Regions from separate parts of the Anser cygnoides genome. Here region 1 is linked to region 2. Evidence: chromatin contacts called from public Hi-C data. All regions are on one chromosome and are shown on one strand. The core of a region is the stretch at or near the end of the contact, and the rest is flanking DNA. Distances in the headings are between cores, read along the strand shown. Region 1 overlaps LOC106044615 (a long non-coding RNA gene). Region 2 holds the start of FAAP20 (FA core complex associated protein 20).

Region 1 (3,777 bases), core at 1,168-3,667, 170 kb after region 2:
GTGATGTTGGCTCTTCCTACACAGATCCTCATCCTCCCTACCAGCTCTCTGAAGTGGAAATATCGCAACAACTGCTGCGCTTGTCCAGAGGGACAAGGAACAAAAGGCTTGAACAAAATGGACCGGGATGCAAGTTGCTGATACCCTGTGGTAAACTCGACCCTTTTCCTACCATAGCTTAAGGACACTCAGCTGCTGTCTGGCCAAGATAATGAATCTCTCTCACAGTATAAGGCAACCAGCGGCATTCTGAAGAAAGAATGAAGAGATCTGAGGTGAAGATTCATGTTTTTAAATGTTGGGCCAAGTGGCATCTGCCTGTCCGGTAATTCCTTCTGCCTTTATCTTCTGAACTGTGTAATAGCGTGTGACTAATATCAGTCCTCCTACTTCTTCAGCCTAGTCATTTCAGCTGATATTTTAAAGCGTACCACACTATGTGCTGACTTGCCTCCACCCTCTGCTAGCTTTCCTGTTCTAGAGAGAGACAGAGAGAGAATGACTCATGCATATCTCCTACTATTCAAGCCTTTTAAGCAAATTCAAAGGAAAGTTTTAAAGGTGCGCTCTTGATTTGGGAATGCCTGGGTGGGGTTTTCTTTTTCTCTGTGTGCTTGTTTTTGCCAAATTGTATGTAATTTTCCAAACTCTACGATGCTTAGACATTTTAATCATTTAAGAACCTTTCTGACCCTCTCAAACTGCAATTCGGAAATGTCAGAAGTACCCACTAGTACAGGCATTTGTGGACGCCTATAGGAAAGGAAAAATGAAAAAAAAAAAAAGGTAGATATAGGTTGCTGAACACAATGTTTCGCTTGTAGCCTATTTGGCAGCTGTAACTAAGAACTGAGGTGGCAGAAAGGAGAAAGTGAAAAACCATGTAAGGCGTTTTAGACCTGATACAAATACTAACTGACTTCATAGTGTTCTGAAGAAAAAGAAATACTGTACATTGTTATTTAACTTCCAGCATACTTATGTCAGATTTAAAATGCGAAGTATTTTATCACAGACTCTGGGCATTTTCAAAACATAACCATATAATGCATACAAAACCACAGATAGACAGCAATCAATCCCAAACACAAAATGAGCAAATCATCAAGACTGTCAGGAAACTTGGACTTGAAAGTTTCATGAACCTTGAGCTTTTTGTAGGTGCAGGCTACTGTGCAAGAGCAGAGGAAAAATCCTCATCAGGGAACTATAAATCCTGCTTGCAGCTTCACCCAGACACTGCTGATTATACCAGCAATGGCATCATACAAAAACGTGCTGGATCGCTACAAAGTCAGATCCTCATTCTTTATGGCTTTCCAGGTCTAACTGACCTCCAGCCGGCAGCTTGCAAGCAACCAGTGAATGTGCTATGGTCATGTGTCCACAACGAAATAGATGTGCTGACAATTTGTTTCTTTATGATGCAGAAGTATAACTTTTAACCGGAATGGAAAGAAGCCCTTAAAAGCAGCTACTTAAGAGTGTCAAGAATCTAAATAAAGTGCTGAATTTGAAAGAACTACATTAATTTGGTTTTAGAGAACAGGGAAAAGATTAATGAAAGACTGTAAGAGATCACCAAGAAATCAAAATGGCACCATCAAGTGCTGTTTTCTCCCAGACTTTTAAATTCCAGGTCAACTCTTGACCCCAGACATGATCTGGGGAAAAGCACAATCCATGGATAAAGGCAGCTTGCTCCATGGCATCTACTGCTGTCCCCAGGAGTTCTGCTGCTTTAAAATAAACAGATGTCACCGTCTTCTCCCAGCAATGTGCTGTGGCGGATTTAGAGGTGCCTGTTCTTCTGGAACCTGAACATCTAGGAAAGACCTATGAGAATGAGGGGGATAAGGACATGGGGGATTTATGCTGGATAGCTTGCTGGAAAGATTGAACATCCACATGCTTAGTTCAAACGACAAACTGAGAGGCATGCCGTGCATTAGAGTACCTGTCTCATCTTCAAGTACGTTGGCAACCTCAGTGTCAGGCAGGGATACTGGTGGGAACCGAACTGCCGTCTCCTTCTCTACAACCCAAATGCAGATTCTAACAGTGTGCTCCAGTCAATCTCACCTGTTGATTCACCTCCTGACAAAGCCCTCGCACGCTCTGCCCCAAGGAGGAGTGGGTCAGGTACTGTCCTCAGCCGGCTCCCAGCACGCGGCCTGTCTGCGGGGACAGCACTGGGCAAGTGAGCCGTGGGCATTTCATGGGTGTTCCCTTTCAACCTGGCACCGCATGGCAACTTTTCAGAGTAGGAAGTTCCTTCCTTGCAGGCAGCTTCTCTGCTCTCAGAGCCAAACCAAGCACAACCCAGGCTTCCTTCTAGGGAAGGGCCTTTGTGGCGGCTCCGCTACTTCCTTGTCACACAGCTCCCCGTGCACAACCAGCTTCCAAACAGCTGCGGCCTTTCTTCCATCCCCTCGGCAGCAGCGAGCCGACACCCCCGTTAGCCAAGAAATGTCACCGCTCCGACGCCTCCCGCTGCGGGGCGAGGGCGGGGAAGGGGGGAAGGGGAAGGAAGAAGGGGAAGGAAGAGGCCCCGCCGCCGCCTTTTCGAGCCCCGCCACACGCGGGGACCTCGCTCCCCGCCGGGGGCTGCGGGGGATTCCCCTCAGCGAGATGGCGGCAGGGCGACGGGCCGGGGCCCCGCCGAGGTGCCTCAGCCCCGGGGCCCCGCCACGGGCGCGGAGGGACGGGGCCGGGCCTCGGCGCCCCCTGGCGGGCGGCTCCGCGGCCCGGCGCTGAGGGAGCCGCGGGCGGGCTGAGGCAGCGCCGCCGTGTCCCGGCCCCGCGGAGCCCCCGGCGGCATCGCCCCTCGAGGCCCCGGGGGAGGGACGGGGCCGGGCCCCGCTTGTGGCTCCCGCTGCGGCCGCCGCCACCCCGCGGCCGCGTTGTTCCGCACTGAGGAGCCGGTGGCAGTGCCGCGGAAACGTCCCACCGCCATTTTAAGCACCTGCCACTTCCCAACCCAAATGGATGCAGGAAGCAGAGCAGCTCGGCCTTGGTGCGCGGCCCAACTGCAGGGTGGTGCCCTGACAAGAGGTCTCACGTCAGGCCTCGTCTCTGGCACAGGTCCCGGCACTGAGGCTCTCCCCTAACAGCTTTCAAAGGACTAAAAACCCTCGTGCAGTCAGAACAAGTGAAAAGCAGGGAAAATCCTTCCAGTGCAGTTCACTGCCCCAGCCCCTTGACTGGGATTTGTTTTGTCTTGCTGCGGTCAGGGCTAAGCTGTTGAACACGGCCGTCCCCGCAGTGTGCATTTCGAGTGTCAGCAGCCCCCAGTGGGGTTCTGAGTGACTCACTGGCATATGTCGGCTCCGCTGCCTGCCAGATCATTAGACCATGAATACCTTTTTATTTATTAGTAAAGCTTCCACAGAATAAAGAAGGGACACTGACAAACAAACAGCATCAGTAGCCCCAGCCCTTCTCCCCCTCTTCAGAGGCCGAACTATTTGTTTGAAGTGGGACGCAGCGTTTTATCACTTAGAGATTGCAAGTTCGATTGTGAAGCCTGGTCTGATGGCTGGCTGGATAATTTGTCTCTCGGCTCTGAGAGAAATGATGGAAGTCAATTTGACAGCTGTGAGGCTCCCCAAGGATTCCAGACCCAAAGTGCACAGAGCAGTGACAGACATGGCAGCGCTCTGAATATCAATGAAGCTCTGCCTGGGAATAATGCTGAGGCAATACAAATTGCACATGTTCAGCTGGAAGGTTATCACTATCATTATAGTTATTAATTATTGTTATTATTACTTCTAT
Region 2 (4,123 bases), core at 756-3,255:
ACACGAAGCGAGGACAACAAGGATACAGCACACTACCTCGACCTTTCCAAAGAACTCTGGAAAACTGGACACTGCTTGCCAACTTGTGCATTGTAAATCTTGACTTATGTTCTTCAGTAGCAAAATCCATGTTTTTTCACACTCATTTAAATCATCTTTTTCAAACCAGGAACTTCTGTCAGCCAATGCCCTGTGAAGAGAGAATCCAATAGTTTGGGGGTGGGAAAGAGAGGAGGAAATACTTCTCATTGCTATTAGTTTGCCTTTTAATTATTTTGATTTACCCCTCCAGTAACTCTGAGGTTTCTTAAGATATAGCTATTCTTGAATATTGCTTTATCAAGGCAGAAGTTTTAACGTTACATTTCCAGTAGCTGATGGTGTATTAACCAGTTCCAGCCCAACTCAATGGCTATGTGTGGTGATCCCTTTCATTAATGGCTAAGCACAATGTTAAGATTTTTATGACTGCAAATTGGTGTAACTCTACCATTTGCACAACACATTTCCATTCTTACCTATTTTCTCTTGATCAAGTAGCACTATATGTGCTAAAATGAGTATTATATTTGACAACTTTAACATGTCAAACCACCAAGAGGTACATAAAAAGTATTTGTCAGTAAGAGTAAGTACACAAACGCAGACTTTTCAGTCTAAAAGAGAGCCAAGGCTCCCTGTAGAGGAAAAAAAATAGCTGTTTATTATACCATTTGTTCACCAAGGGAACCTCTGTCTAGCCTACAGCACGATTTTTCTAGAACACAAATTATTTAGCCCATCAACTCATTTTATAGTCTACCATGACTTATGTAACCATTACAGCTTTCAGTATCACTCAATTTTTAAAAAGAACATCTAAAAGCCTTACTTTCTACTTATAACAAATGAGATATAGGCATTTATTAGTCTTTACTTCCAAGTGAAATAGTTAAGCGTAGGCACGGTGTTTTCTTCTCAAAGACTGAACTTGACACCAGCTGAGCACAGAAATCATGGAGTGTTTGCAGTGAGGAGGGAAACCGCGTTGGTTCCTCTGTGTGCTTGGCTGTTCCCACGTGGCACTCTGAAATTACTGATTAGCTTTCTAAACAACTTGATCTAATCCTTCCTAGGAAGGCATTAGAAAGGATTAACTATAAAGCAAGCATAAAAAGGTTTTTATGTTAGTAATGCTGTATAAAAGCCAATCTGAAGAGAGGGATGGGTTGTCAATGTGGGAATTCTAGTTCCAGTGTTCCCACTTCAACCGTTGCATTTTCGTGGGTCACAGTCCAGGAATGATGCTGCACGATGAAGAAACCACAGACAATTATTACAAGCCATCAAAGAGAGGAGAGAGCAGCCTTTTGAAGCCTGTTTTTGGAAGGGGCGAAGCTGACTGCACACTTGCTCATCCTAACAGGCTGGAACAAGACCTGAACCCTACCTCTTCAATCCTTTTCTCAACCCTCCGTTACTAGAGGGCTGGAAAATAAATAAATAAATGCATAAAAATATTTCTGGTCCCTGTGAGTCTTATTCTGAAGAAAAAATAAATAAATTAATTTTTATAAGCGAGCATTCCTCACAGGCTCCACACTTGGGGGTGCTGCTTGGTGCCAAGGAACGTGCAGAAGGCACAGGGCCCGGCGCACTTTAACGAAGTGCAGTCGACTTAATTTTCTTTAGGACACTTCGGGCGGCGTTTTATGAAGTAACTTTTCACGCTACCAGCAACGTGCTGGCGGCACGACCGCGGCGTGCTCTGAGGGCGCGGCCGCGCTCGACCCTCGGCCGGGGACGTGAGGCTGAGGCGGCCCCGCTGCTCCGCGCCCCCCCCCGCTGTCCCCGCTCCTGAGGAGCCCTTTCCCCGTCCCGCCCGGACTCACTGGCGCCGCCGGGGGGGCTCCAAGCCAGGGCTGGGCTCCCGGCTGTAGGCTGCCGGCGCCTTCCTGGGTTTGAGGCGCAGTTTGGCGGCTCCTTCCTCAGCCATGGCCGCGGCCCGGCCTCCCCGCTCCGTCAGGGGGCGGTGCTGGGCGGGAAGGCACCGCCTCAGCGCTCCCGCTCCGCCATGGGGTCCGCCCTGAGGTGACAGGCGGCCGGCTCGGCTCCTAGTACCCGCAGCTGCGAGGTGCTTGTCCGGCTCTTTAGTGTTGGGTTTAGACCTTAAGTTTTATACGGGAGTAGTGTTTTGGAGATGGGGGGCGCTGGACGAGGCCCGTCCGCGAACGCAGCGTGCTCAGGCCTGGCGGGAATGAGGGAAATGGGGCTTGGGACGAGCCCCACAAAATGGCTGTGGGCTCGGCGGTGTTCCTCACCATCAAATAATTGTTGTACCGACACCAAAGAGCTGTTGGTACGTGGCTGAAGCCAAAATATGCTAATTCAAAAAGTAAAGTAGATTGGGAATGCGTCTCTGATCTAGTTCCTTCGGGAGAAGTGACGCTGCTTGTCTTTTCTGGCAGGAATGTCGCTGGATGACTTGAAATAAAACACGTGTAAGAGCTGAGCCATAACTGGTAGTTTTTGAAGTTGATAGACGCGCTAATCAGGCTGGAGCCTTTCGGAATGCAGCCGGCAGGGAGTAGTCTGTCAGCGCCTTTCTCCGTTCCCCAACAGGTAAAAGGGTCAGAAAGTAACTGCTGATTAAATTCTTCATGATCGTTATGAGAATAATTGTAGTATGAGGAAACAAACATCCCAGTTTTTCTGATAGTAGGCCCTTGTAGGGGGGAGCAGGTACACAGCAATCTTTTTTGTAAAACTTCCTAGGCCCAGATAAGGCCACGTTCCTTTTCCATAACGGAGGGAGAGTTCAGATCTGATTTCACAACAGCAGATCCTAATTGAAGAAGACAAAACAAAAAATATTTTGTTTTGTTTTGCTTTTACTTGCTGGCCTTGGTGACTGTGCTGTAATTCACGTCACACCACTGATAATCGCCACTTGGCGGCAGCAAACAATATGGAAACCTTGCTTTAAAAAAATCTGAGGGGCAGTGAAAGCTTTTTTTTTTTTTTTGACTGAGCTCATTTCTGCAGGGATTTGTACATATTTCTAGGTGTGTGTATCTATGCTAAGGATTGCTTAAGCCACAGGGTTTCTTCCCTTGCTCCTGAGATGTTTGTGTTAGTGTTTTATACATCTTACGACCCCATGCATGCTAGTTTGACGGCCTCTGCTCCTAAATCATGCATTGTACTAACAGGTTTGTTCTGTTAGATGTGACTTTTCCAAAAAGAGACATCCGAAGTGTTGTCTGTTTTTCATGCTGAAGGTGTTGCAGTGTGTTACTGTTAGTACTATGACTCATGCATTATAACATTTGCAAAAGCTTTATTATGGATGAGACTAAAAAATCGGTTATTGTACAAAAAGGGCCACAAGTGAAAGAATATAATAAAACGAACAGTGAAAATTATTACTGTAGCCAATGATTGTAAAAGCAAAAGAAAAAAAAAAAAACTTGCATCCGTAGCAACTGTAGCTTGTAGTTTTTGATTATTTTGTGGATTTGACCAAAAACTTGGTACAGTAAGATTTTTTAATTGTTGTCTGTTTAATACATACCTATTACAGCCTTTGAAGGCAGGCACATTAATTAATGTTGTCATTCTTGTTCTATCTGTTGCTGTAACTACTGTAGATATTAAACTAGTGTTCTAGAAATGTCTGTCCATTGTCTGTACTCAGTATTTTTACTCTGCATCTGTTCAGAATTAATAATGTACTTACTGTAGCAGGAAGGTGAAGTGTAGAACAGGACCTGTTCTCGGTTCTGCCATGTTGGACAAGATCATTTCTATTGTTTCCTCCTCTGACATGGAAATCCAATTGCTTCTCACTTGATTTTGGGTCTTGCTGAATTTAATAATGATAATGTTTTGCAATCTTAGAAAAAATTTCTCATAAAAATGCAAAGAGTAGTCTTTATCATCAGCAGCCTTGACTGGGTTTTAGCCAATGGTCAAAGGATTTGAGCTTTTGGAGGCTAGAATGCTTCTACAGATTATCTTTAGGGATTTCCTTGTAAATGGAGTGCCAGCATGTGTAGTTATCTACTCCCTGTAGAGCCTCATCAAGCTGCACACGCTTAATCTTTGCTTACATGTTCCCTGGTTTTTGCTGTAAATTGGGCCT

What was found. Hi-C and Micro-C count contacts between places; a contact is called where the count stands out from the background.
Region 1: a Hi-C map of liver shows a contact between it and region 2, with 2.6 times the contacts expected there. The contact joins the enhancer-like site here to the promoter of FAAP20 in region 2. A contact is called at or near these places in 3 of 7 Hi-C or Micro-C datasets (granulosa cells and liver).

Annotation. Positions count from the first base shown.
Region 1 is chr23:6,636,489-6,640,265 of Taihu_goose_T2T_genome, forward strand. All of the region lies in intron 11 of LOC106044615 (a long non-coding RNA gene), which reads right to left. Among named protein-coding and RNA genes, the nearest start is that of RER1, 110 kb to the right of the region's middle. Within about 2 kb of position 2,418, at least 2 of the 3 cell types and tissues checked have open chromatin away from gene starts, as enhancers often do. A contact at or near this core is called in liver, where this site is marked.
Region 2 is chr23:6,469,369-6,473,491 of Taihu_goose_T2T_genome, forward strand. It overlaps FAAP20 (FA core complex associated protein 20), which reads right to left and starts at 2,006. Exons shown (of 4, transcript XM_048067550.2): 1 at 1,872-2,006; 2 at 37-190. The coding sequence starts at 1,975. SKI (SKI proto-oncogene) reads left to right here and starts at 1,993. Exons shown (of 13, transcript XM_013194725.3): 1 at 1,993-2,113; 2 at 2,448-2,601.